2 separate regions of the Zea mays genome follow, and region 1 is linked to region 2. The links are chromatin contacts, called in public Hi-C maps. All regions are on one chromosome and are shown on one strand. The core of a region is the stretch at or near the end of the contact, and the rest is flanking DNA. Distances in the headings are between cores, read along the strand shown.

Region 1 (6,872 bases), core at 3,822-6,321, 490 kb before region 2:
TGCCTCCACACTCCACACAACAACCATGAGCTATTTACTTCCATAAGCCTACGAGCTTGTGAAGCAAGTTTGAAATTTCAATAAGAAATGCATCCGATTCAAAAGCCTACTTGTTTCAAAGAACCTTGAGCGTCCAAAATATAAACCTATTACTAGCTTTCAAATCATTGAATCATTAGTTAGATACTACGCATCAACAATGTTAGAATATCCTAAATTTATTTCTAGTTGTAAATAATGCAAGGCAAGAAACTAATTACTAGATAGAATTATAGAAATACATACCGAAACAAAATCAAAAGCTCTAGTGTCATCTTTCTTCGAACTGCTCATCGCTGCAACATGATTTTGAGGTTGATTACTTGAATTGAAAATATCTGGAAGCACTGATGCATTTCCACTGTTCATCGAATTGAAAGAAGAATTCCCAAGTTCAGCATTGAAATTTCCAAAATTTTGCAGTAACTGCTGCTGCTGAGCAAGAAGAATCCCCATAGCACCATAATTTAATTGTTGCCCAGGAAATGATTGATTGAGCATCATATGTTGAGGGAAGCTGTACTGCAAGGGAGTCTGCTGCTGTTGGTAAAACGAGTTTTGACCAACAATGCCATTCAATGCTGCAGCACTTGCCACATGGCCGATCTCATTGTTTGTATCAAAGAACTGTGAACCACTGAAGGTGCTATTGGGTTCTGCTTTAACTGGAGGATGAGCCTGACCTGTTCCATTAAGGTTCAAACCAGACATCAAATCATTGACAGTTCCTTGGTCAGTAACACTACCTTGGATGAAAGAATCAGGGGGGCTGCCAAAGATATCTGGTAATTCATTTTTGTTTGATGAAGAACTGCCGTGCATGGTAGCTGATGATTTTTCTTCTACTATCAATCCTGAGAAGAGATCATTAGTCTCCTTAGCCTCTACCTCATGGAACGATACATCTGCAAATGGATCGCTTCCATTGCTATCAGCAGTGACACTTGTATCAGCAATAGGTTCACCACCAAGCAAATCATCAACTGAAGAAACATATGCTTTCCCAGTATTTTTTTGTCCATTGCTTTCCTGTCCAGAACTTGTTGCCAGACCATCTTGATCACCTGTATCGATCAAATCAGGCATCTGAACAGGTGTGGCCATTGCAGATTTTGTTGCTGTGGTTCCAGTAGGCTCTTCCCCAATCAGCATATTCAAGACCTAAAAAAAGTAACAAGTACCTAATTACATGCCAATGATTGGCAATAGAAACAAGTTTTCACAAAGAAACAGTGTTTAAAAATATAACACAGAAAATATGAGATCAACGGTAGTTTCAAGGAAACAGAAGGTAAGTTATTTTCTTTTTTCTTTGATGATGGACAAGTAGCATGCAGAAGTATTCTACATAATAGAAGTCCAGTTTTGAGTTTTCCAAGCAGACTCACCTTTGAGGCCTTCTCTCTGAGAGAAACCTGTGGCAGCTCAGAGCATTTAACAACAGAAGCTGTGTTCTCAATGAAATATGAAGCAATGATAGAATAAGGATCAGTATCCTGTTTCCTTACAATGGCTTCCAACACACAAATAGCCTTCATGCGAACCTGAGAAGTACACAAATACACTGAATATTTATGAACTATTGAAAAAATTTACTGGAAATGTTTGGTTAACAAAAAGCAAACAAACTACTCCCTCCAGTCCTAAAAAAGAAGTCGTTTTGGAATTTGGACAAGGTTTGAGTCAAACATATAAAACTTTGACTACTAATTACAGTTTTGTTATTTAGTTTTGAAATCTAATAGTCATATATATAGATTTATCTTAAAAAGTACTTTTTCAAAGTATAAATATATTAAGAGTTATTTGTATTTAAAAAAAACATTGGTCAAAGCTATATTTTGGAGACCGTATCACTGTCCTAAATGACTTGTATTTTGATACCGGAGGGAGTATGTGTTAAGGACAACTAAACCCACTCACAAATACCAGCTGCAAGGCAAACAAACCAGACAACACCACTTACAAATTTAAGGTTTCCAGCTGGCTGCCTAATATGTAATATCTCTCTCTACTATATTTAAGTGGGAATTTCTTCGCGTGTCTCCCTCCCACGCGCACCGCCAAAAAATACAAAAAATAAGCACACAACATGGGGTTCAAACCCTCTCTCTCACAGGCTTAGCTTCTAACCATTGGAATACATATTTGTTTGTGTTTTACAAAAGATAGATATTGTAAATATTGTGAATATAGAAACCGTAGTTAAGACACGGGCAACCGACTAGTCATGATTAATCTGCCAGCCTGTATGATAAATACTCTAAACATATTGTGAACTGCAATGCAACAATAGTCATGCTTGCATAATATCCCTTGATTTCATGTAACTAAGTCAAGCATCAACACATTTTGTACATCTGTTCAATTACAGATTATGCCAACTGCACTGAACGTTGAACACTGAATTGGCAGTGCTGTTTCTCCATGAACTCTATTAAACCACTAATAGCACAAAATAAAAGCATAGAATAACATGAACAATAGTCATAGTGATCTATTTGATCTGTCCAAAGTAAAGATATACTGCATATTTCTCTTCTACCCAATTTTTTCCTTTGACACTGCTTATATATTTTCCCTTTGACATTTCTGGATAGCTTACTGCATTTCCAAGAATTCCCACAATAGCATTTAATCGAAATTCACAAGTGCATACATGTAAAACTTGAAGCAATAGCACAAGAAAAATTTATTTACCATCGGTTTCTGGATAGTTAGGATTTAGGAACCATGACATGGCACTAGTTTCGACATACTATATGTTAAATGGCTAATGTGCATAAGGAATTAAGGATCATAAGGGGTGAAACTAAACAGAAATGAGTGAAGCGTCTAAACTCACCTGCCATAATGGGGAATTCAGTTTGTTTTCAAGTGCGCGGCTCAAGGCAACTGCATCCAATTTGGAAGCTTCTGTTAAAAAAACCCGCAGAGCATCTCGCGTTGGTTGCAATCGCACACCACTTGCAGTAACAATTGTCTCCAGAAGTCTTTCTTCACGAGTTTTAACCCCTGGTTGACTTGAGCTAGTATCATCGGATGGTGCAGAACTGGAAGTCGGACCCCAAGAACCAGAAGCTACGTTCTTTGAAGCATCAGATGAGGCACGGCTCTCACTTTGAATTTCACTTGGATCATACCGGCCATATTTTTCAGATTCTGTGGTTAAAGACCTACGTAGATTAGGGCTCTTGTATGTGCTGCCGTTGTCATTTATCATTATTGCATGCGCTGCAGCGAAGTTGCTCAAACCCTGCTTGATGGATGCACTTCCAATACCCACTACTTCGCTAAGTTCACTAAGGAAAGACTTCTTTTCATCTCTAGATGGCTCGTAATTAGTATTTCCAAAGCCTTGTATGCGCTTGCCAAGACTTTCGGTTGCGACAGCAGGTTTAGGGTCCTCTGTGGAGAAAATTGCAGCAATAGCCTCATTCGCAGTTTCCCGAACAGCCTTATTAAGGGCATCCCCTCTTAAGGGGTCAGGGTGGCCTTTGTAATGAACTAGTTGGCGTATAGCCGCTGAGTGCCTTTGCATCTCCCTCTTGAAATCAGTACCAGATTTTCCAATTGCGTATTTGATCAACCGTAAAGCCTGGAGAGCAAATATAAAAAAAGAGTCAAATATCACTGAGCTGGAAGACTATATGTTCAAAAAAGATTCAACGTGCAATGTTCATGAAAAACATGTCCAAAAAAGATTCAACAGGCATTGTTCATGAAAAACAAGATGAAATTAATGCAGGTACAATTTCCAATGCAAGCACATGCGCTCCCATAGACAGCAACTACCATATAATGACAGGAAGGGAGAATTGGGCAATCCTGGTTTCAGTATTTGTATGATTATATAATTGTATGCTTAAGCTAACATGGTATATGCACTGGATACAAAAACTGAAACTCTATTATGTCCTTCGAAATAATTTGGATCACCCTAGAGAGGTCCTGTTATGTATCCAGAAAAAATAAGACAAAGATATGCTATTTATGAGGTCCTGTTATGTATCCAGAAAAACTAGAATAAAGATATCCTGGCTTTATTATATTCACCCACAGAATCACATAAATCTAATTATATTCCTGATAGCCACCAGCACCTAATCTACACGAGTCAAACTGTCCACATGAACCATCCTCAGATACATAGAGCCATGGAGCATTGATAAAGGAAAACAATCATATGAGTGCACCATAAAACAATCACACGACCCATCTAGTGACCATAGTAATCTCTCAATCGGACATGACTCAGGCATGTCATACTGATAAAAACCAACCCCCTCTGAAGCTAAATGAACCCTTGGTTTGTCTCAAACTCTTGAGACACTGAACAAGTAACCAGAAAACACATAACTTGGAACCACCCCCCCCCCCCCCCCCCCTCCCAGGTAATTCGGCTCCCAGCCTCCCACATCGGACTACCCGTTTCAAGTCACTCCTACTTGGTCAGATCAGATTACGGCGAGCAGTATGACACCACCGGTGCCGGCGATGCAAGGAATAACAGTCGTGCCCCACCAGTAGCAGCATCCCTCGACAGACAAGGCAACAACGCACCCGGGGTCCAGACCCAGGGGCACCCACCTTTTGCTTAACAAGGGAGCTCTTGTTGTCGAGGCGCTTGAGGACGAAGTCGGCGACCTCCTTGACGATGCTGGCGTCGGAGGCACGCAGGAGCTCGCAGATCTCCTCGAGCTTGTAGACGGGCGCGACCTTGTCGTCGTCCGCCGTGACGCCGTCCACCATCCGCGAGCGCCAGTACGACTCCACCGCCCGCCGGCTCTGATCCATGGCTGCTGCCCCGATCGGAGGGGGACCGAACCCACCACGGTCGCGGCCGAATCGGAGGGCTGGCCGGGATCTGGGATTGGGATGGGAAGGGGGTGGGGGCGTGGACCGGGTCCGCTCGTCGACGAGGAGAGGCGTGGAGGGAGGGTTGCGGGTGAGCCGAGCGGCACGGGCACGTGCCGCCGGAGGAACGAGGGAGGTGGACCGTGGAAGGTTCTAGAGAATGGCGCGCGGGTCTGCCTGCCTTTTGCCCTTCTTGTGCCTTCCTGCAATCCTGCCTGTGCAACCAACAACCACAACAACGGTTTCGCTTTCTTCCCGGTCCCAATACTAGCAGGGAAATTTTGCTTTCTCGTGTCATGTGGCTGCCACAATACGACTGTGACTGCGACGGCAAGTGGTTTTACTTCCTTTTTTTTGATATTTGTACCCTGATGAGAAGAAATCCGGCTGAATTCGTGCTGGGCTTTGAGATTTGACTGAATTTCTGCTGACTTCAACTTGAGATTTGATGTTTTTGCGTGTAAAACCTGACCTGGCCAAGCGTACCACAAACCTTCAGAATAGAGGTACAGCGTTACGTGTGCGTGTTGAACGAATTACCAAGCGCATCCAACTGATCATGTAATACAAAACTTCCCGTCTTCCCACTGTATCACGGAACAAAACAAGAAACACAGAACCTTCGATTCAATCCGTTAAGCACCATCTGTGACACTGGTATGGCCGAACGGTCCGGCATTGAGGTCCGGACGTTATGACCTGCGGACAGTCTAGCTATAGGCGCGGACGGTCCGCGATAGAATTAGATCAGGCGATTAGATTCATCTAGAAACGGGTCTAGACATCTCTCTATATATTAAGGTTACAGTCGATTAAAGAACCAACAATCGATCAAATAATCAATATATATTTGGTTCTTTGCATTTTGTCCTAGTAGTAGACAGTAACATAGTTTCATCTTCCTAATCTTCACCTCTATCCGGCTCAACGTCGTTTAGAGGCGTCTTTAGTGGCCACCCGATCCCAAGACAAACCTTAGGATCTCTTCTCCCCGACGGAGTCCCTCCCGGGAGCGAGATCCAGATGTTGTTGGCGAACTCCGTCGTCTCTGCGCACACGCGGACCGTCTGGTCACCAGGCCCGGACCGTCCGGCTTATCAGGCAGAAACTCTAGCTCTTGCGCCAGGTCGTGGACCGTCCGACCCTCGGTCACGGACCGTCCGCGCCTCTGCAAAGATCACCACCGCCGGTACTCATCGCAGTGATTGCAGGTCAGCGACAACACACTTTTTGGCGACTCAGCTGGGGACATCGCGTGAGGATCTTCATATCGGCGCTTAATGACCGGTTCAAAAGATAGCTTTGATGTCTCCCCAGCAACATAATTGAGCCAACTTGGGAAACCCTGCCGACTGAAGATCAGCATGAATTTGAGGAGCACAAGGAGCAGCTGATCAAGGAGACCCAGGTGAAGTTTCTAGCCAACTTCAAGGTGGACCGAAATTAAAAACTGGTCCGATAGCGGGCGACTGATCTGGCTTCGCTCCGACCTACTACAACTACCCCCAAAGTAAGTGAAAGTCGCCTACAGGGTGTGTGAATAGATGAAATCTATATCTTTGAACATGAACTTCACCCGGGGTAGGATTATAAACAAGTAATAATGAATTTGGAGTGTTGAAGAGAGTTCTTCTTGCTATGAGTTGCTTAATTAATACGGATGACTTTGGAAGCTAACTCAAAAGGTTGTGAGCAAGAGAACTTAGACAGAGAGGAGAGGAAGAATCAAATTGTAGGAAAATGATCAACACAAAAGAACACAACGATTTGTTTCCCGAGGTTCGGTTCCGAAGAACTTACTCCCCGTTGAGGAGGCTACGAAGGCCGGGTCTTTTTTAACCCTTTCCCTCTTTCAATCGATCACTTAGACCGGTTGAGTGCTTCTTCTTAATCTCAAGGATCACTAAGACCCCGCAAGGACCACCACACACTTAGGTGTCTCTTGCTAGCTTTACAGGTCACTAGAGAGTTTAGAA
Region 2 (7,344 bases), core at 4,492-6,991:
CCGCTACCGGCCGCCACAAGGGCGCCTCCGCTGGTTATTGTTGCGACCTACTCCAGGTGCCCGTCCATGTGCTCCCCTTTCGTCCAGATGGCGTCCATGTGATCCAGGTGGCTGCACTCGTGCAAGTCCAATGCGCGGAGGGTGTCCGCCTTATCTTATGGGGTCAATTAAAATTCAGATTCAGAATAATAAGATAAGCCGAGATGTAAAAGGCTTGTCTTCTAGGTGTTTGGTTTTGGGTCAAGTAGACTCGATCTTTGAGCACCCGTCATGCTGAAGCTCGAGGACGAGCTGCTTGTCTAGGAGGGGTGTAGTGTCAGGACCTAAGGAGGCCAACGGAGGGGCTGCGGCAGCAGCAACCATGGGCCCTCCAAGGGGATTAGATAAGGATAGTTAGAGATAAGATTAGAAGATTAGTTGAGATTATTTAGGAGATTAGTTGAGATTATCTAGAAATGTTATCAGTTAGTAGTTTGTTGAGAGTTTTTAGGAGAGTTTTAAGGAGATAAAAATCTCTAGCTAGATAGGGGCGGCCAGCCGGTCTATTTATGTAATCAATGGATGAGAAATAAAGCAGGCAAGAATTAGAAGGGAGAAACCCTCCTCTTGCTCGGCCGTGGGTAGAGGCCCCCGGCCGACGTTCCTGCCCATCGATACTCCACTCCAATCCCTCACTGATCTAGCGACCAAGGTTATTAAAACGATAAAACGTTGGAACGCTCATGGGTGAAATTTTGACTTTTAAACGTTTAAACTTAGTTTCAACTTAGTTTAAACGTAGTTTTAAACAACATAGGAAAAATACCAATACATCATAATTTCAGACAATTATATGAAGTTAAATACCAAAACAGAGATGTTAGTGGCTTACAAAAACTCCACCCATAGCTGGATTGAACCCCAAAAGTAACTAATAGACTGGGTCCAAAAGTAGCTAATGGTCTAAAATGCATAAAACACTGCGTTTTACAGTTTAGAACGCCAAAACGCTAAAACGTAGTTTCAATCTCTAATTAGAGTTTTGATGTAGTTTAAACATCGTTTAAACGTAGTTTTAATAACACTGCTAGCGACCATAACATTATCACTTATTAGTAATATAGTAGGGCACTATTGCTTGAGTATGACATAAATTAAATACTGGGAGTAAACCAAGTAAATTATAAATCACACGGGAGTGCCCAGGACGTAAATTGAACCCCATAAGGATGTTCATAGACATAAAATTGAAGGTAGGCATGTTAACAATTATCTGTGTGCATCAGTATCAGCCCTTACTATATACACACTATAACTCAGTACATGGTAATGGTAGGATCCAGTACATAGCATTTAATGCATAAAGATGTTCCATAGTTGGCATGCTCTTAAAAAAATACAAGGTCATTTAACTAAAACTGGTCAGCAGTTGGCACAAATTTCTCAAAATAAAACAAGATGGACAATTCGCTTTATATAAATAAACCCATAATAAGAATGGCGTGCTTCACTGGTTGAAACTTCAAAACTTATACAGGAAAGAGGTCAATGTTTCTATGCAGCAAACATAAAAAATGAGGCAAGCTAAGACTACTTTGGTACCTCTCTGTTTCCTGGGTCTAAAGCATTCAGCATCTCAGCAAGTACATCCATAATACCACAAGCGTTATGAATCTCCGACATGCTGAAAATATAGGCATTCATTCAGTATAAGCGCAGTCATGAAAACAACCCAGATGTATATAGTCTCAAAGGAAATTTGTATGTGCTGTACTTGCTGCTTTGCTCGCACGGTATCCTAAACTCAATAGCCAGTGGCATATACACAACTGTATCTCTTCTCATTGTGCTAACTAGCCATATATCCAATAAACAGACTCGAGAGGTTAAGAAACTAGCTGTCATGGGCATCATAGGGAGCGGTCACCACCATGCAGTCCGCACCCGCAGGAAAGGAAAGAATAAGATTGAGATGAGCTGGGATAAGGCTAGAGAATAAGATTGAGATGAGAGAATTGTGGAGAGTTGGTTAGCAGCAGATAAGTTCAAGAAAGTAGGAGTTAGTTGAGAGTTTGTAGGAGAAGTTGGTTAGACATAGGGCTATTTATAAGCCGCATGGCAGCAGGGAATAAATCAAGCAAGATCATTATCAAATCAATCCCTCTCTCTTGCAATGACCCTCTCAAGCGCCTAGGGCTGCTACCCTAGAACCAAGCCTGCGGCAGAGGGGTATAACCTCGCCGGAGAAGACAGCTATCCCCATGGACCGAAGGTCCATGACACTAGCTATGATGTCTTAATGTCAGAATATGTAAAAACGGTCATCTGGATATATTGAGTAGTATACTCTGTTCTTGAACCTACTACCACTAACAACCTGAGTTTTTTTACACGAACATTCAAGCCATCTTGAGCGCATGAAGCAAGTCGATGATACATAATCAAATAACAAGCAGAAACTAGAAAATATGACGATATATCAAACAATCCTCTATCGTTTTGTTTAACTGCACACCCTCACCTCATAACATGAACCAGACCACAATCTAAAACTAGAAATATCACAATCATTGCACACAGTATTATATTGTTTTGTAGATTATGTGCTAGTAAGAGACAGTAGTGAAAGAATTAAATGTTAAGCTATTTAAGTGTAGAGGAGAACAGATAGAAAAAGACATCGAGACACAAAATAAAATGTAAAAAAAGCACACCTCAAAGCAGGAAAATCATTGGCAGCAGAAGATTCCGCTTCCTGTTGGTCAGGACTACGCATATTCCTTGCTGCCTGAGACTGGCCATTAAACAAAGGTGCAGGTTTCTCGGGTCTCTTCGGGAATTCAGCTCCAGCACGCTGCCAGACAGAAACATAAGATCATAATCTTGTCAAACACACCACAAATCAAATGAGCCAATTGAAAATTTTTGAAGCAATAAATTGACTCGAGCTTCAAAATTATACCACCAACTCATGGTATGCTGCATAGTATTGTGGATATCTTGCATGTGATCCCCCAAACACGTCTTGCCATGTATCTATCAGCACCAATACCTTCTCTTTAACACGAGGATCAGACTGTAACATGAAAACAAAATGCCATCAGAAACCAGCAGTTCATTAGAATAAGAACTACAGTTTTGCAAGCATGAAGCATATTGAACCTTTTTCTTCACTATCTTCACCATATCATGCAATATATCTCTCTCTGCAACATGCATGTGAAGTATATCCCCACAATTTTTTATAACAGTTTCCAACAGCTGAAATATAGAGATATCATCAGCAAGACAATGCTAACATTTTGGCAATAGCTAAATATTAAATTTAAAAATCATCATAACAAAATTATACATGTTCTACACCATATACATATCCTGGACCTCTACAAACATACAAAATACAACAGATGTATTGAGCCTCAACAATTCAAAAGAATTGGGTGTTGGTGTTTGTATTCCTTTGGTGGTTTTAACAAGGAAACAAAATGCGCAAGTTAAAGTTATTAGGATCTCATGAATAAACTAAATAGTAAAAAACAGTCGGAATAGCCTACCACCAATTCCTAGTAAGAATAGACAAAATGTGTTCACTGTGCTCAGTTATCCTGATAGTGTAGCAGAATGTATGAGTATGATCATGAGCAACTGCATATGCAATGAAGCATAGGACAAATGACGGGAACATAAATTGGAACATGGTTGAACATATAACAAAAGTGCAACACATAACTTAGCAGATGATCAGGTGTTTGATTTGTGAAAGCAAGACACAAAACGACAGAAAAAAATCTTCAACAGTTACCAGTGCCAGAGGATCACGTGTTCGATTTTGTGGAAGCACAATACAAAACAATAAAAAAGTCTTTGACAGTTACTAATAGCCTACCACACGTAAGACATAAAAGTAAATGACAAGTCACAGACAGACTTACAGTTAGTGCAAGAAGTTGAACTTTTGGATTCTTGTGGCCAATCCGTTTCTTTAGTGCCTTGACGACATCTTTTGATTGCCTGTTACAAGCATAGATATGGACAATCAATAACAGAATGACAGCAGGGCAAAGCAAATTAAATGGGCTTCTGTTTCAGCAGAAACGAAATGAACATGAGCAACCTAGTGCAAGCTATATCATTTCAGTCCAGTAGAATGTTTGATATTCAGTCCCAATTCTTGGCCATGAACCAAATAAAAACAAAGTGCATCATTTGCCAGCAGATTCAGATACTCAAATATATTGTCATATGCGGAATCAAAACATTTGGACTGAAAATATGGAAACCAGAATACAGTATCTTCCCCATATTCCCACTGGTCTACCTCTATTTTTTTTTTTGCCATTTGTAAAATCGTCTGTGGATATTTTCCCTCATAGATGCAGCGCGCTGTGATTGATCAGGAAAAGTATGTTACAGCACCTAGTTAGGATACAGTAAGGGCCCCTCTCGTGTAGCATTCCCTTTTGCCACACGACCTAATCAGCAAATGGAGCATGGACAGTTATTTCCAAACCAGGGATTGCTCAATTATGATTTGAACAATGATGACCCAATGAAGCCCCCCCCCCCCCCCCCCCCCCCCCCCACCTCTACTGTGCGATCGGAGACTACTAACAGTTTAAAAAAATGACTACACGACGTGAGAATGCAAACGGAGCAAGGCAGGTACATTGCAGAGTCAGAAATGATGATCCTGGCAGAGACGCATGTGGCGGGTAGCTCAATTCGAGCAGCCTGGACCCCCTCTAGTTGGAACCTAACTCCGAGAAGGGTGAGCGCGTAAAACCACAACTGATCGCAGGCGCGATTGAGAATCTCGCGGGGATAGGGAGGGAATCTGATGGCGGGAGCAGCCCGAATCCGAGACAGGTCAGGGTAGCGGGAGAGGGGGTCCGTACCCGGGGTCGCGGTTGCAGATGTCGCAGATCTCCATGTTCTTAGCCCAGTCCGGGCCGATGAGCATGTCTCTGGTGGCGCGGTCCACCATGGAACCAGCCATGGCGGGCGGGGGGAACGGTCGGAGGGAGGCCCGGTGGCGGGGCGGCCGCTGCTGGCCGGATTGGGATCGGCAGCGAGCGGATGGCGCTCGCCCGTGCCCGAAACCACCCGCACCAGGCAAGTTGGCCGCGCACCTCTCTGTGACTGTCTTCCCCCTTTCTTTTTTGCCCCCACCCTCTGACTTTGTGGGGGCTGCAAAAATTAGGTACCTGCACGGCGACCACAGTGGCTCGCTCGCTGGCTGCCGCGCTCCGGGTGGCCGGAGAGGAGGACGTGCCTGCGACTGCGGCTGCGGCGGATCGGAGATGGGGATGCCGGTGGCGGGCGTGAATGGATGTTTCGTTGGAACCGACGGATCTGGCTCTGGCTGGTTGCTTTCGCAGCGGCGTGAGCTGTCCAGTCCAACGCGGACGCGGCGGAGGAATCCTCTCTCTTTCCCGTGAGCAGTGCCCCGTTGGGTTCGTCCGTGCCGTGCGTGTCACCGAATCTGAACCGGAGGCCGGTGCTCCGTGCTCGTGGGACTCGGGAGGGAGGACGCCTCGACGGCGACCCGGCAGCCGCCCGGCCCTCCCTTCCCTCGCGGCTTGCGCCAACCCAAACCCACCAAATGCACCTCGCAGGCCGGCCCAACCTGCAAAAGGCGCCAGTAAGTAGGCCCACGCCTCACCCTACGGCCCACGTAGCAAGCAGCCGCAAAGCTCCCATCTCTCTCACACACACACACTGACACAACACCCAGCCAAGAGCCAGGCAAGCAAAACAATAGGGCTTCATCCCACCGCGCGCCACCGGACCTTGAACGGTTGAACCCCCCTGCCTCCCCAGTTCCCCAGCCATGGCGGCGGCCCCCTACGACCGGGAGGACGGTCTGCAGCCGTCGGCGCCGCCGCACGCGGTGGACGCTTACGATCCCAGCTACGTGCCGGACTCCGTCAAGACCTTCGTGGTGCACCTGTACCGCCACATCCGGGACAAGAACGTCTACGAGATCCACCAGATGTACGAGGGCGGCTTCCAGCGCCTCTCCGACCGCCTCTTCCGCGACGCTCCCTGGCCCTCCGCGGAGGCCGTCGCACCCTACTGCGACGGCGATCCCGTCTTCCTCCTCCTCTACCGCGAGCTCTGGTACCGCCACGCCCACGCCCGCCTCTCTCCGCTCACTGCCGCGCACCGCGCCGAGTCCTGGACCAACTACTGCGACCTCTTCAGAGTCGTCCTTCACGGCGTCGTCAACATGCAGCTGCCCAACCAGTGGCTCTGGGACATGGTCGACGAGTTTGTCTACCAGTTCCAGAGCTGCTGCCAATACCGCGCCAAGCTCAAGACCAAGACGGAGGACGAGCTCAACCAGCTCAAGCAGTTCGACAAGGTTGCTAGTACTTGTCTTGTCTTCCCTTTCCCTTTCTTGCCAGGTGCATGACTCCAACAAATGCCCAAAAAATGGCAGTGAATCACGGCTCTGCTCTCCCTAAATCAAACGTACCTGCAGGCGTGGAACGTGTACGGGGTCCTCAACTACCTGCAGGCGCTGGTCGAGAAGTCCATGATCACACAGATCCTCGAGAGGGAGAAGGAGGGCCTGGAGCAGTTCACCGCCACCGATGGCTACGACTACGAGGGCGGGAGCAACGTGCTCAAGGTGCTCGGCTACTACAGCATGATTGGCCTCCTCAGGATACACTGCCTCCTTGGGGATTACCACACTGGCCTCAAGTGCCTCGGTCCCATCGACCTCAACCAGCAAGGGGTCTACAGCATTGTCATCGGGAGCCACATTTCCACCATCTATCACTATGGCTTCGCAAACCTTATGATGCGCAGGTGTGGCAAACCTACTTTTCTGATCACTATGGCCTACGATTGTTTAGAACCTAGTGCATTGAGGTTGGCACACATAGTTTTGATACCTTTAGTACAAGAAATAATGGAACCCCTAGTATTATACCTTCTTACAATCAGGTTTGAAGCCAGGATTTGAGATATGGGGTGGGGGTGGGGGACTGCTTACAATCTTATTGAGGATATCTGCGGAATGATTAGACATTGCTGAAACATTCTCTCATACTGGCATATGAGACTTACAAAAACAACGACGAAGCCTTTTAGTCCTAAACCAGTTGGGGTAGGCTAGAGTTCAAACCCAACATAAACCATTAATCAAGGTTCAGGCACATGGATTATTTTCCATGCACTCCTATTCAAGGTTAAATCTTTGGGTATATTCCACCATTTCAAGTCTTTTTTTACTGCCTATTACCATGTCAACTTCAGTGTTCTCCTGTCTCTCTTCTCATTGCTATTGCGCCTTAGGATACCACTATGCATTGGTGCCTCTGAAGGATTTTGTTGTACATGTTCAAACCATCTCAA

The links. A called contact is a pair of places that touch in the nucleus more often than the background predicts.
Region 1: a contact with region 2 is called in a Hi-C map of tassel, with 2.4 times the contacts expected there. The contact joins the promoter of LOC100277859 here to the promoter of LOC100279318 in region 2. A contact is called at or near these places in 2 of 25 Hi-C or Micro-C datasets (ear and tassel).

Annotation. Positions count from the first base shown.
Region 1 is chr8:29,551,994-29,558,865 of Zm-B73-REFERENCE-NAM-5.0, reverse strand. It overlaps LOC100277859, which reads right to left and starts at 5,071. Exons shown (of 5, transcript NM_001151318.1): 1 at 4,630-5,071; 2 at 2,885-3,637; 3 at 1,428-1,583; 4 at 286-1,200. The coding sequence starts at 4,836.
Region 2 is chr8:29,066,908-29,074,251 of Zm-B73-REFERENCE-NAM-5.0, reverse strand. It overlaps LOC100279318 (eukaryotic translation initiation factor 3 subunit 6-interacting protein), which reads left to right and starts at 5,741. Exons shown (of 7, transcript NM_001152339.1): 1 at 5,741-6,343; 2 at 6,464-6,795. The coding sequence starts at 5,810. It overlaps LOC100279184 (Putative VHS/GAT domain containing family protein), which reads right to left and starts at 5,376. Exons shown (of 10, transcript NM_001349010.1): 1 at 4,875-5,376; 2 at 3,912-3,990; 3 at 3,142-3,240; 4 at 2,942-3,055; 5 at 2,694-2,833; 6 at 1,582-1,663. The coding sequence starts at 4,975.